2 separate regions of the Mus musculus genome follow, and region 2 is linked to region 1. The links are chromatin contacts, called in public Micro-C maps. All regions are on one chromosome and are shown on one strand. Each heading gives the region's core, a stretch centred on a gene start, on an enhancer-like site or on the middle of the called end of the contact. The rest is flanking DNA. Distances are from core to core; before and after follow the strand shown.

The links. Hi-C and Micro-C count contacts between places; a contact is called where the count stands out from the background.
Region 2: a Micro-C map of granulosa cells shows a contact between it and region 1, with 2.6 times the contacts expected there. The contact joins the promoter of Ralgapa1 here to the enhancer-like site in region 1. A contact is called at or near these places in 14 of 39 promoter capture datasets (the 3T3-L1 cell line, 3T3-L1-derived adipocytes, the C10 cell line and 8 more), 8 of 15 datasets of contacts at CTCF or cohesin (CD8 T cells, the G1E-ER4 cell line, the NIH/3T3 cell line and 4 more), 131 of 484 Hi-C or Micro-C datasets (the AML12 cell line, B cells, the Ba/F3 cell line and 80 more), 21 of 115 datasets of contacts at active chromatin or transcription factors (the 230-238 cell line, CD8 T cells, the SCID.adh cell line and 15 more) and 3 of 9 other capture datasets (adipose tissue, liver and pancreatic islet).

The regions. Positions count from the first base shown.
Region 1 is chr12:55,776,108-55,783,010 of GRCm38.p6, forward strand. Ralgapa1 (Ral GTPase activating protein, alpha subunit 1) reads right to left here. Exons shown (of 42, transcript NM_001368814.1): 7 at 6,675-6,790; 8 at 1,185-1,323; 9 at 1-120. Among named protein-coding and RNA genes, the nearest start is that of Ralgapa1, 42 kb to the right of the region's middle. Within about 2 kb of position 2,369, at least 3 of the 459 cell types and tissues checked have an H3K27ac peak or open chromatin away from gene starts, as enhancers often do. A contact at or near this core is called in granulosa cells, where this site is marked.
Region 2 is chr12:55,818,739-55,825,641 of GRCm38.p6, forward strand. Ralgapa1 (Ral GTPase activating protein, alpha subunit 1) reads right to left here and starts at 2,429. Exons shown (of 42, transcript NM_001368814.1): 1 at 1,924-2,429. The coding sequence starts at 2,029.

The sequences.
Region 1 (6,903 bases), core at 1,119-3,618:
AACGAATGACAATAACCCGAGCCTGGATGAAAGGCTCTTTTGTACAATATATTGTTTCATTGGTTTCAGCATCCTTCTTTATCATCACATAATGAGGCTTTGGTCTGATCTGTGGGATATCTATATAAAAAGAGAAAACAAAACATAAAGTGAAAAGCACATTACCCGTAGCTAAGCCTTCATCTTAAAAGTCTTCAGAAGATATTGTGACACTTCACTGATTTTATAAGTGTTAATAAAAAAATAAATAATTCTATGATGATAGATGCTACCTAAGAACCTAGAAGAACCATATATTAGGCTAATATAAAAAACCAAACCAAAACAAAAACATGTCTTTTCCAAAATTCAATCAACCTAGCATTCGGGAGGCAGAGGCAGGAGGATCTTTGAGTTTGAGGCAAGCCTGGTCCACATAGTGAGTTCCTGGACAGCCAGAGAAACCGTCTTGAAACAAAAGCAAAAACAAAACCAAACAAGCAAACCAAAACACTCAATGAGATGGCCACTAAGGCACTGCCCAAGCCTGCTAGCTGCCTGAAGATGTTCTATGAGGAGCGTCTCTTCAGAATAGACTTGTCTCTCCCTTTTCTATAAGACCCACGTCTGCCTCTAAACCAGATTTGTACAAAAGGCTCTAATGTCAAGGTCATTTTGCAAAAACACTAAAAATCAGACAAGAAATGACAAAAAGAGAAAACAATTTAACTATTTATACAATTTAACAGTTAAGAGAATCCTTGAGAAATCATAGGGGGAAAAATTCATAATACATAATAAGGTCAGGCATGGTGGTGCATACCTGCAACCCCAGCACTTAGTGGGTGAGACAGAAAAATCACATGTTTGAGACCAGTTGGGTTATGTACCAAGACCCAGGCCATCCTAGGTGACTTACCAACTCTGTGTCTCAAAATTTAAAAAAATAAATATATACACATACACTAACGATCATAGAAACATTAGAATCCAAGTTAAACTACTATTAACTACTGGGTAAGATCCAAAGAACAACTTTTTGTGAAATTTTCCCATTCTCAGTGAAAATGTATTACTGTAAATGTACTTTTGTTATAAATCTGGGTATAGCATCAATACAAATAGTAGAGTGGTCAGTGTTCTGTAAGTAACAAATGCCACTGACATCTTACTCTGTAAACTGTAAAATTCTAAATTATACTTACCAAGTACAGGATGATACAAACTATTCTCCTTGCAAATGTTTGGGAAAATATAAGGCAAGTAAAACTTCTTAAAATGTGAAAACAAAAATGAAAATCCCCTTTCTTGGTTTTCTTTGTTCTTCCATTCTAAACTTTTTACCTAAAAATAAACAGTATTATTACAATCATCCCAGGAAAACAGAGTCTTTTAAATATAGTTTAGCTGCTACAGCCCTGAGTAGGCAAGTGCAAACACCAAAGTCCAAGAACAGGAAGCAGGGTATACATTAAAGATAAGAGAACAGTACAATGTATGAGTCTATTTTAGCTTCACTAAATGACTTCATTTATTTGAAATGTTCAGTTTAGCATCTATAGATTAGAGTTTCCCCAGGGCAGCAGATGGAGTGATTCTAGAGTGAAAAGACTCTTAATGGAACTTAGATTTCCTATGAGAGGAAACTAAACTATTTCAAAAGTTATCTGTACTTAGAGCAGCACAGTCCTTAAAAACATCTACTAAGCTACATTCTATGTGACAGCCAGACTGCATGTACATACCAGCTCAATAAAGCTGTCTGTCAACAATCATTGGCTGGCAACATCACAGTAAAAATTCAGGAAGAAGTCTTCAATAAAATATTTAAGTAAAATTTTGAAGAGGAGGTTACACAATACATTTTCCCCCAAATATTTATTGATTTTAAAAAGAAAAATATTACTACCACATTGAAAAGGCCTGGCAGACATCACTTTAATCAGAGCATAAAGATATACACTAAAGATATATAAAAATTCCCTCTCAATCATTGTCAGAAAAGCTTTTTCTTACAGTGAGTCATGGTTAATACAGAAACTCCTGATCAGAAACTAATAAGAATGCTGATAAGTGACTGTGAATGCTTAGCCAGAGATGGGTCAGAATATATCCCCATCCAAGGTTTGTAGACCATCACAGAAGAGGGAATAGAAAGAATGTAAAAGCCAATGGATGGGGAAGGACAGTTGTGAAGTGCTGTTTTCAGGACATTACATGAGCTGCTGCACAAATCAACTCACAGAAGCTGTGGCCGCCTGCATAAGATCAAGCCAGTCAAAGTCCAGGGTGGATGGGAGACAGGCTGTCAAGAACTAGTCTTGGCAAATGAGCCATAGGCAGTTGAGCTACTGAGGAAAGTTTAGTCACTTTTCTCTGGGAATGTAGCTGCACAGGTTGCCCCAGCAGGGGGCCCCATACCCATGCACAACTGCTCAACACTTAACTAGATTCAGGGGGGATGATGATGAAAAAGAGAAGAAAAATCAGAATGGAGACAGGCAGGGTGTCCTGAGGAAAGCTGGAAGGAGGTGGTAATGATAAAAATACAATGCATACATACGTGAAAATTTTCAAAGAATAAATTTCTAAAAAAATTAAAGCAAAATACTGATCCATACAGGAGTATGGATGATTCTCAAAATAATTATAAGAAAAATGCCAGAATAAAAATGAATATACCTTAATCATCAGAGAAATGCAAATCAAAACAACCCTAAGATTCCATCTCACACCAGTCAGAATGGCTAAGATCAAAAATTCAGGTGACAGCAGATGCTGGCGTGGATGTGGAGAAAGAGGAACACTCCTTCATTGTTGGTGGGATTGCAAGTTGTACAACCACTCTGGAAATCAGTCTGGTGGTTCCTCAGAAAATTGGACATAGTACTACCGGAGGATCCAGCAATACCTCTCCTGGGCATATATCCAGAAGATGTCCCAACTGGTAAGAAGGACACATGCTCCACTATGTTCATAGCAGCCTTATTTATAATAGCCAGAAGCTGGAAAGAACCCAGATGCCCCTCAACAGAGGAATGGATACAAAAAAATGTGGTACATTTACACAATGGAGTACTACTCAGCTATTAAAAGGAATGAATTATGAAATTCCTAGGCAAATGGTTGGACCTGGAAGGCATCATCCTGAGTGAGGTAACACAATCACAAAAGAACTCAAATGATATGTACTCACTAATAAGTGGATATTAGCCCAGAAACTTAGTATACCGGAGATATAAGATACAATTTGCAAAACACATAAAACTGAAGAAGAATGAAGACCAAAGTGTGGACACTTTGCCCCTTCTTAGAATTGGAAACAATACCCATGGAAGGAGTTACAGAGACAAAGTTTGGAGCTGAGACAAAAGGAAGGACCATCTAGAGAGTGCCATATCCAGGGATCCATCCCATAATTAGCCTCCAAACGATGACACCATTGCATACACTAGCAAGTGTTTGCTGAAAGGACCCTGATATAGCTGTCTCCTGTGAGACTAGGCCGGGGCCTAGCAAACACATAAGTGGATGCTCACAGTCAGCTATTGGATGGATCACAGGGCCCCCAATGGAGGAACTAGAGAAAGTATCCAAGGAGCTAAAGGGAACTGCAACCCTGTAGGTGCAACAACATTCTGAACTAACCAGTACCCCGGAGCTCTTGACTCTAGCTGCGTATGTATCAAAAGATGGCCTAGTCGGCCATCACTGGAAAGAGAGGCCCATTGGACTTGCAAACTTTATATGCCCTAGTACAGGGGAACGCCAGGGCCAAAAAGTGGGAGTGGGTGGGTAGGGGAGTGGGGGGGAGGGTATGGGGGACTTTTGGGATAGCATTGGAAATGTAATTGAGGAAAATACGTAATAAAAAATATTAAAAAAAAAAGAACAAGGTTTTGGGCTAGTATCCACTTATCAGTGAGTACATATTGTGTGAGTTCCTTTGTGATTGTGTTACCTCACTCAGGATGATGCCCTCCAGGTCCATCCATTTGGCTAGGAATTTCATAAATTCATTCTTTTTAATAGCTGAGTAGTACTCCATTGTGTAGATGTACCACATTTTCTGTATCCATTCCTCTGTTGAGGGGCATCTGGGTTCTTTCCAGTTTCTGGCTATTATAAATAAGGCTGCTATGAACATAGTGGAGCATGTGTCCTTCTTACCAGTTGGGGCTTCTTCTGGATATATGCCCAACCCCATAATCAGCTTCCAAATGCTGACACCATTGCATACACTAGCAAGATTTTACTGAAAGGACCCAGATGTAGCTGTCTCTTGTGAGACTATGCCGGGGCCTAGCAAATACAGAAGTGGATGCTCACAGTCAGCTAATGGATGGATCACAGGGCTCCCAATGGAGGAGCTAGAGAAAGTACCCAAGGAGCTAAAGGGATCTTCAACCCTATAGGTGGAACAACATTATGAACTAACCAGTACCCCTGAGCTCTTGACTCTAGCTGCATATGTATCAAAAGATGGCCTAGTCGGCCATCACTGGAAAGAGAGGCCCATTGGACACGCAGACTTTGTGTGCCCCGGTACAGGGGATCGCCAGGGCCAAAGGGGGGGAGTGGGTGGGTAGGGGAGTGGGGGTGGGTGGGTAAGGGGGACTTTTGGTATAGCATTGGAAATGTAAATGAGCTAAATACCTAATAAAAAATGGAAAAAAAAAAAAAACAATAACAAAAAAAAAAAAAAAAAGAACAGAGGAAAAAAATGAATATATATGACTCAATGTATAAGAAATATGATAAAAATCACATTAATAGTTGCTTGGGAGGGGATGCAAAGGATACATTATAAAGAGATCAACAATTAAAAAAACTTCAAAGGCTGAATTATGGTGTCACATAACAAGATGGGCATGAAATGGTGACTAGCCTGCAGCCTCAGCATTCCCGAGGCTGAGTGGGAGGATTATGATCTGATGCCAGCCTGGGCTGGGCTATACACATAGTGCTAAGCTAGCACAGGCTACAAAAGGGAGGGAAGGAGGGAGGGAGGGTGAAAAAGAATGGACAAAAAGGAAGATTCAGCAAGTGATAAAACTTAACATCAAAATTAATTATATAAACAATTACATCTCAATTAACCTATGAGAGATTTTAAAAGGTATAAGAAGCATAAACTTTTGGGGGTGTTTTTTGTTTTGTTTGTTTGTTTTTTGTTTGTTTATTTCAAGACAGGGTTTCTCTGTATAGCCCTGGCTGTCCTGGAACTCACTTTGTAGACCAGGCTGGCCTCAAACTCAGAAATCCACTTGCCTCTGCCTCCCGAGTGCTGGGATTAAAGGCGTGCACCACCTTAGTGTGGATCTGGCTTAGGATCCACATTAATAGGATAGTGTTTGTTTCTCAGGTAAAAGAACTTTTGTATTTGGAATAACTATAAATAGAATTACAAATGTAAAAAGGTGTTTTCATCAACCAAAACACCCATATTTCACATACAGAGATAACAGCTTATTATTTAAGCCTTATTATTTAAGTTTTAACCTGTAAATTACTTTTCCTGATTCCTATCCTGTCAGTCACCCTCCTGATACGTCTTGAGAGACTGATCCTAAATCAAACAGCTATTCATATTTCACTGAGTAACAGAGCTGCTGGTTATAATGAAAGGATTAGAAAATAAGACCAACTGGTTCATATAAGTTTACACATAACAAGAGTCTACTTCACAACAGGTGGATGGTACACACCTGTAATCCTAGCACTCAGGAGGCAGAGGCAAGCAGATCTCTGTGAGTGCCGGGTCAGTCAGAGCTACATCGTAAGACCGTGTGTCAAAACACAATACAAAAAGATCTACTTCGTGGGTCTGGGAAGATGGCTCAGGAGGTGCCTGCTGTGTAAGCATGGGGACCTGAATCTGGATCCTAGGTACCCAAGTAAAAGCCATGCACTGTGGCTTGCACCTAGGAAGGCATAGAGAGGAGCAGGTAAGGACATCCCCAAAGCTCAGTGACCAGCCAGCTTGGCTGATCTGATGGGGTTCAGTGAGGGACCAACAGACCTCCCTCCAAAAAAAAAACAAAGTGAAAAAACTGAAGGATACAACTAATGGTAATCTCTGGACTCCATACAGATTTGCATGTACACACACACACACACACACACACACACACACACACGAGTCTACTTCAGCTCTATGGCAGTTTATAAGAATGACCCCAATAGGCTTATGCATTTGACATGTAGTCCCTACTTGCTGGTGGTGTTTGGGGAGGTTTCAGAGTGACCTTGTTGGACGAAGAGTGTCACTTGAGACAGACACTGAGAATTTAAAGACTTGTGTCATTTCCAAATCCTTCTCTCTGCTCCTGTTCAAGGTAAATTATGTGAGCCCTCAACCTCTGGCCCCTGCTGCCACACATTCATTTGTAAGTTGCCTTGGCCATGAAGTTTTATCACAGCAACAGAAAAGTAACAAGCACAGTTTCTCTGAGACCTTCATAATCTTCTAGTGATTTTTAACAAAATAATAGTAAAATATTTTCAAGTAAAAATGTGTTGCTCTTCTAGAAAATAAGCAAGTGTCTACTATAACAAAGTAATGGTAAGAGACAGGATAGCAATGGAGAGTATCTTTTCATAAGAAGAAAAAAGACACCAGAGATTCTAGGCCTGCGTACAATAAACATAGAGAAAAAGCCACATGCCCATGCAGTGGGAAGATGGTAACATACCTGAATTACTATGTATTTTAAAAGTGCTTCAAGAAAATAGCTTGTGAGGTCTTCTTGTCCTTTATCTCCTGACTGTGGCGGAACAAGAGGAGTGACTTCCTCTATAGTTACTTGAGCTAGCCAAAGACAAGAAAATCGTATGATCAAAAGATAAATTCTATTATACAAAATATGACTACATAAAATTTAGCAAAACAGATATGTAATAAAAACTGCTTTTAAATTTTTC
Region 2 (6,903 bases), core at 1,179-3,678, 43 kb after region 1:
TACTGTTGTGAGGGACTTTTCTGTTTAGCAGCATTTAGCATACTTATATGTAGTAGCAACTCTCCACAGAAAAAGTGTTTCCAGACATGATAACTGCTTTTGGCACAATGTGTTTGGTTAAGCACTGTGGTTCTACACTTGAGTGTGGGCTTCTCACAGGGCACAGGTACATAAGAAAGTTGTGAAAGGTAAGACATTCCTGGTGATTTCATTCTTAAAAGACTCCTTAAATTATGAAAGCAAAAGGTTTTTTTGCTTTCTTAAGTATTCCATTTTCGAACTGAGGAAGCCAGGTCCTACAAAATATCCAACATGTGTGGTAGTAATACATCTGATGTTTCCCAAGTTAGGAAACACACATGCACACACTACACACATACACACAACCACAAAACCCTCTATGCTGTGGCAGGTAATTTAGGAACTCTCAATACCCTGCTGTAACTCAGCTTTATAGTTACAACTGCATTTATGCAATCTACAGCTTGTCTCAAGTGAGAGTCAGATTGCACCAAGTGTCCACTTTCAAACGGCCGTTATTTTGTAATACATTTACGTGCCGATGACTTTGCGTGTCTCAGCATATCTTTTCACGCAAATCTTCAATGACTTAACTCCAAAATGGAAATGTTAAAAACCTCTACCATATTTAAATGGTTTACATAAGATGGATTTAATTGCTTTCTCACTATACCACAGGTATAAGTACTTGTGATAACTAAGACTAGCTGTCAGACATGTAGGAAGGCTGAAAAACAAATCAGAGACAGAAAATCTAGGCTTCGTTGTGGTCGTTAGTCTCCACCAGCTCCATCCATCTTCAACTTTTTTGTTTATATATTTTTTAAAATGGCAAATAATATCTCTATTTCTAGACAGATGGTCATGTTGGATTATACTAATTCATGTGAGACCCTTTGTAGACAGCAAAACACCACACAAATGTTGGGTATCATTGGTGGTATTAGTCACAACACAGTAGAGAAATCCATCCATGAAACAGAGGACACACCACTAAACATATAAGTCACTTTCCAAAACAGACAGAAATTAGGAGGACAGCTTGAGATGATAAACTCTGAATTAGAATTCAGACATCTGAGATCTAACCTCAGCTATCCTATTGTCATTCTATATGTCTAAGCCCTGGTCAACTTTCCTTTTTACCTCAAAATTTCTTCATTTAAAAAAAAAAAAAAATCCAAGTTGTCTATGACCAAGTATCCAAAAATCCTCGCTTAACACTTTATCCCAAATCTAGCTTGCTTCGGTCTTCAGAGACACTAAAGTTGATGAGACGGCAGAGAGTAAGAAATTTTTAATGAAAACTTAATTCTGTATCGTTCACGAGAACCTTCTTCTCTATAATTAGTTTTCTTCCTAAAGGACAGCAAATGAAGAACAGGGTGTATAGGGCGGGGTTCTTTCCCCAAGCTTCAGGAACCACCCACTTCCCAAAGAGGTGCAACTGCTTCCTCCAGGGCCCTCACCTGCCAAAAAAACTTGAAAGACTACGGGTTCCACTGGCCGAGCCAGCGCTTTGCTTTGCTTTGCTTTGCACTCGGGTGGGGATGGCAGTAGTCAGATGGCAAGCACACCCTCTAAACACCATTACCCACAACGCCAAGTGTCCCTGAAGTCTCATCAAGGACTTAAGTTTCTGGCCTGACTGTCATTTTTTTTTTTTTAAACAATCAGACCAGGAACTCCAACGTGGGTCTCTCCGTGCTGGTGCTGACTGATTTGTACCAACTGCCAAGCTGTCCCCTTCCCTCGCCGCCCGCCCGCGCGTGGGCAGAGGCGCCGCCGGCCCTCACTCCCGACCGCGCCAGGTCGCGAGGGCGAAGCCCGGAGCTCGCGGGGTGACAGGCCGGGGGCAGCAAGGCCGCCGCGGCGGCGCCCCGGGGTCGCGGCTCCCCTCACCGATGACGATGCGCAGGTGCTTGAGGCGGGTCAGCGCGTCCTTCTTGGTGTCCAGCACCTTCTGGGTGGACTTCTTCACGTCCCCGTGCGGCTTCTTAGAGAACATCCTGCGGCCGCCGCGGCCCCTCCCGGCCGGGTCCCGACGACCCAGCGCAGGCGGTGGGCGGGGAAGAGGCTAGCCGCGGCGGCTCATGCGTTCCCCCGCGTCCGCCGCTGCCGCGCGGGCCCCGCTGCCAGGCCCGCCTCTCGCCGCCGCCGCCGCACGGAACCTGCAGCCCCGGCTCCAATATGGCGGATCCGCCCCGCGCGCTGCAGCGACGAGGAGACGCGGAGCGGCCGCCGCCGCCCAGGCCGCGGCAGGAATCCCCACAGCCGCGGAGAGGGAGCGCTCCGCCGCGGCGCCACTCCTCTCTCCCTGAGGCCCCCTTAAGGTTGAAGCGTCTCTAGCAGCTTCAACCCCGCGGAGGCCAAAACCGAGTCGTGTGGTGATGGAGTTTCACGACTCTGCCGTCGGTGGCGAACGGTCCCCGTGGCAACCGCCTTCTGACGTCAAGTGCTCGTGACGTCATGTCAGCGTGAGCTCATTCCTGCCTCTATAGCCTCTTGGTTTCCTGTGTCTGTAGTAATGAAGAAGGGCAAGAAAGTTAAGGAAGGTGTTGTCTACTGTGTGCTCCTTGTAAACAGCGGTTCCTAGAGTTTTTGTTGAAAAAGTCGTTCATCTCCACTCTTTAAACCGCTCTGAGTAACTTAAACATCAGAACAGATGTGCAAGGCCAGCTTGATACTAGCTCTGAAGCCTTGGCTCTGACGTCATTTCACTTTCTAATTTGGATATTTCCTGTGTTTTGCAAACCGTTCACTTTCTAATTTGGATTCTTCCTGCGTCTTGCAAAATAATGATTAAAAATGTACTGTACTTTAGAGATGCGTGGGAGTGTTGCATCCTTTTCCTTTAAATTAACATGCACATGGCTAGAGCTGCAGTTCGCTCTAGCACCAGATCTCCAGCACCAAGAAAACAGACATAAATAAATAAAATATCTTGTACAAGTAAATGCATCCTACCATATATCAGAGAAAAAAAATTAAGAAATCTGGATGATTTTAAAGGAAGGCTGTCTTTAGATGTGAAATACTCACCTAAATCCAAAGAACGCTGTGTAAGATCCAAGTAAAACAATTAACTAAGTGTGGTAGTGCTCTGCTGTCATACTAGGATTTGGGAAGACATAATTCAAGGTCAATGGCAGCTACGTTAGACCATGTCTCAAAACAAAACAAAACAAAACAAAAAACTACAAAACACAAGTAGTAATCACAAACTCTGGCTTTTTGTCTTTGCCTGTCCCTAGTGCCCAGTCCCCTGCTGATCTATCTTCCGTCACTCTGAATTAATATTTGTTAGACAATTTTGTTTGTATTTTTCTTTAGAGACTTTAAATAATTTATTTTATTTGTTTGTTTATTCATTTGCTTTTTTCGTTTTGGTTTTCCAAGGCAGGGTTTTTCTGTGTAGCCCTGGCTGTGAACTCACTCTGTAGATCAAGGTGGCCTAGAACTCACAGAGATCCACATGCCTCTGCCTCCAGAGTTCTGAGATTAAAGTGTGTGCCACCACTGTCCAGCTTGTTTGTTTGTTTATTTTGGTGTTCTGCCTACATATATGTCTGTGAGATGGTATCAGATCCCCTGGAACTAGGGTTACAGACAGCTGCAAGTTGCCATGGAGGTGCTGGGAATTGAACCTAGGTCCTCTTAACTGCTGAGCTGATTGATTTTTATTTTGAATCTGTGAGTGTGTGTGAATGTGTGTGTGTGCGCGCGTGCGTGCATGCACACAAGCATCTACACAAACATGCCTTTTGAGGCTGTACTTATAGGCAGTTGTGAGCCACCCAGCCTCAGTACTGCAAATCAAACTTGGGTTGTCTGCAAGAGCATATACTCCCCTAACTAGTGAGCCATCTCTACAGCTCCCTTCTTTTAGAATTTTACATCAAATCTACAGAATACATGAAATGTACATAAAAACAGTGATGTGTTGTTTTATCAGTAGCCTTTGTCTTCAAATAGTAATTCACCAGTGAGTGCAACAGTAGGAACTCCCACGGCCTATTAAGAATAGCAGTAATTAGTAGGAGGCTTCTGAAAAATAGCAGGATACTTTAAAATGTTTACATAATCTTGCGGAGGTTTGAATAGGTATGGTCCCCATAGATTCATGTGTTTGAATGCTTGGCCCATTAGGAGATGTAGCCTTGTTGAAGTGGGTGTGGCCTTGCTGAAGTGGGTGTGGCCTTGTTGGAGGACTTGTGTTGTTGTGGAGGTGGGTTTTGAGGTCTCATATGCTCAAGCTCTGCCCAGTGTGGAACCCAGTCCCCTGGCTGCCTTTGGATCAAGATGTAGAACTCTCAGCTCCTCCAACACCCCGTCTTCCTCCATGCTGCCATGATTCCCACCACGATAAAGGACTAAACTCTGAAACTGTAACCCTGCCCCAATCAGCTGACTTTATAAGAGTTACCTTGGTTATGGTGTCTCTTTACAGCAATGAAACCCTAACTAAGACAAATCTGATTCAAAAGTTCCACTTTTAGAACTCTTTTAAAAAAGAGTGTCAGGAAAAAATAAGGTTTTGTAAAATATTAAGGCATTGTTTATAACTGTATAAACTGATGACATGACCACTCCATGGTGTGGTTTTATTGTAGACATGAGAGCATGGCATTGTCCAGAGCCGAGAGAGAAAGTAATAGACTGCACATGGATGGCAGACTGGAGCTGACTAGGAGGGAAGCAGGACCAGAGCAGATAGAGATGGGAAGGAGCATAGAGAAAGAGAGAGAAAGGGAAAGTGCTGAAGACCAGAGAGTGATGTGAAGAAATAGCAGGAGAATGAATAGCTGGGGACATAAGCCTGTGAGCTGGTGAGCTGGAGAGGAGAGGGGAGGGGAGGAGGTGAGAAGAGCCAGGATGTCGGCCAGCACGGACTTCGTATGTGTCCTGAGTACTTGTGATTCTGAGGGAGCCTGGAGGCCAGCATAGACTTTGGTCTGCTAATGGACACCACAGTCAGCCATTTCTTCCTTCTGCCTTTTGGAATATGAGAAAAATGGAGTTTCATTTGATCTGACAATACATCAAAAACCTCTACCATGGACACGCTGTGGTGGCACGTGCCTTAAATCCCAGCAGCACTCGGGGCAGAGGCAGACATCACCTGAGTTCAAGGACAGCCTGGTCTACAGAGTGAGTTTCAGAACAGACAGGGCTACAAAGAGGATCTTTGTCTTGAGAAACCAAAGTGAATAAATAAAGAGAGAGAGAGAGAGACAGAGACAGAGAGACAGAGAGAGAGACAGAGATAGACAGAGACAGAGAGTCAGAGAGAGAGAGAGAGAAGTAAGCAGCAGCAGCAGCAGTGGGTTAGATGTCATATGTTGTGCCAGTGTCAACTTGACATCATCTAGGAAGAGAGAATCTCAGCTGAGGAAATGCCTCTCTCTGTCCTAGGGTTTGGGATGATGAAACACCTTGACCAAAAGCAACTTGGAGAAGTAAGGGTTTATTTTGCTTTCACTTCCGCATCGCTGTTCATAAAAGGAATTTAGGGAAGGAACCTGACGGCAGGACCTGATGCAGAAGCTATGGTGGAGTGCTGCTTACCGTTACTCAACCTGCTTTGATGTAGCTCCCAGGACAACCAGTCCAGGAATGGCACCACGCACGGTAGAAGAGGACAGACATTTACATTATGACTCATAACAGTAGGAAAATTACATGTATGAAGTAGCAACAAAAATAATTGTATAGTTGGGGGTCACCACAACATGAGGAACTGTATTCAAGGGTTGCAGCTTAGGGTTGAGAGTCGCTGTTCTGGGGGTATTTTTTCAGTTGTGGTTCCCTCCTCTCAGATGATTCTAGTTTGTGTCAAGACATGAACAGTACCCAGCACAGCATCCAGCAGATTGGCCTGTGGGCAAATCTTAGGGGCACTTTTTTGATTGATGTTTGATGAGAAAGGGCCTAGCCCTCCGTGAGTGGTACAACTCCTGGGTAGGTGAGCCTGAACTGTTTTAAAAAGGCGAGCTGACCAAATCATGAGGAACAAGCGAGAAAGTAGCATTCTGTCATGGTCCCTGCTTCAGTCCCTGCTTTCAGGTTCCTGCCTTGGGTTCCTGCCCTAAGTTCTCTTCTTAGAAGCTGAAATAAACCATTTCCTCCACAAGCTGCTTTTGGTCATGGTGCTTATCACTAGAAACAACTAGGATATCCATAAAATGATGAAAATTGATTACTGTGAACTCTTTCTAGAATGTTCTTTCTAATATATATATATTCATTATATAAAATGGCATTATATCATGACATTCCAGACATACACATCACATATTTCCATCAAGTTCACCTTCCACTCCTTCCTGCCTCCCTCTCCTCCCTTTCCTCTCACCAGCTAGGTCCCACTTTGACTTTCTTTTTTTAAAAAAAGATTTATTTACTTATTTTATGTGTGTGAGTATACTGTAGCTGTAGATGGTTGTGAACCACCATGTGGTTTCTGGGACTTGAACTCAGAACCTTCAGAAGAGCAGTCAGTGCTCTTAACCACTAGCCATCTCTCCAGCCCCCCACTTTGACTTCCATATCTTTTTAATATGTGTGATTGTAAGAAAGACCCTCACTCTGTAAAAAAAAAAAAGAAATAAATCATTTTGCCTAGAGACTAGCGAAAGCAAATCGTTTAATATTATTTATTCATACATTTATTGTCACTTAGGATTATTTATTCATACATTTATTGTCATTTAATATTATTTATTCATACTTTTATTGTCGTTTGATGTTATTTATTCATACATTTATTGTCACTTAGGATTATTTATTCATACATTTATTGTCATTTAATATTATTTATTCATACATTTATTATCGTTTAATATTATTTATTCATACATTTATTGTCATTTGATATTATTT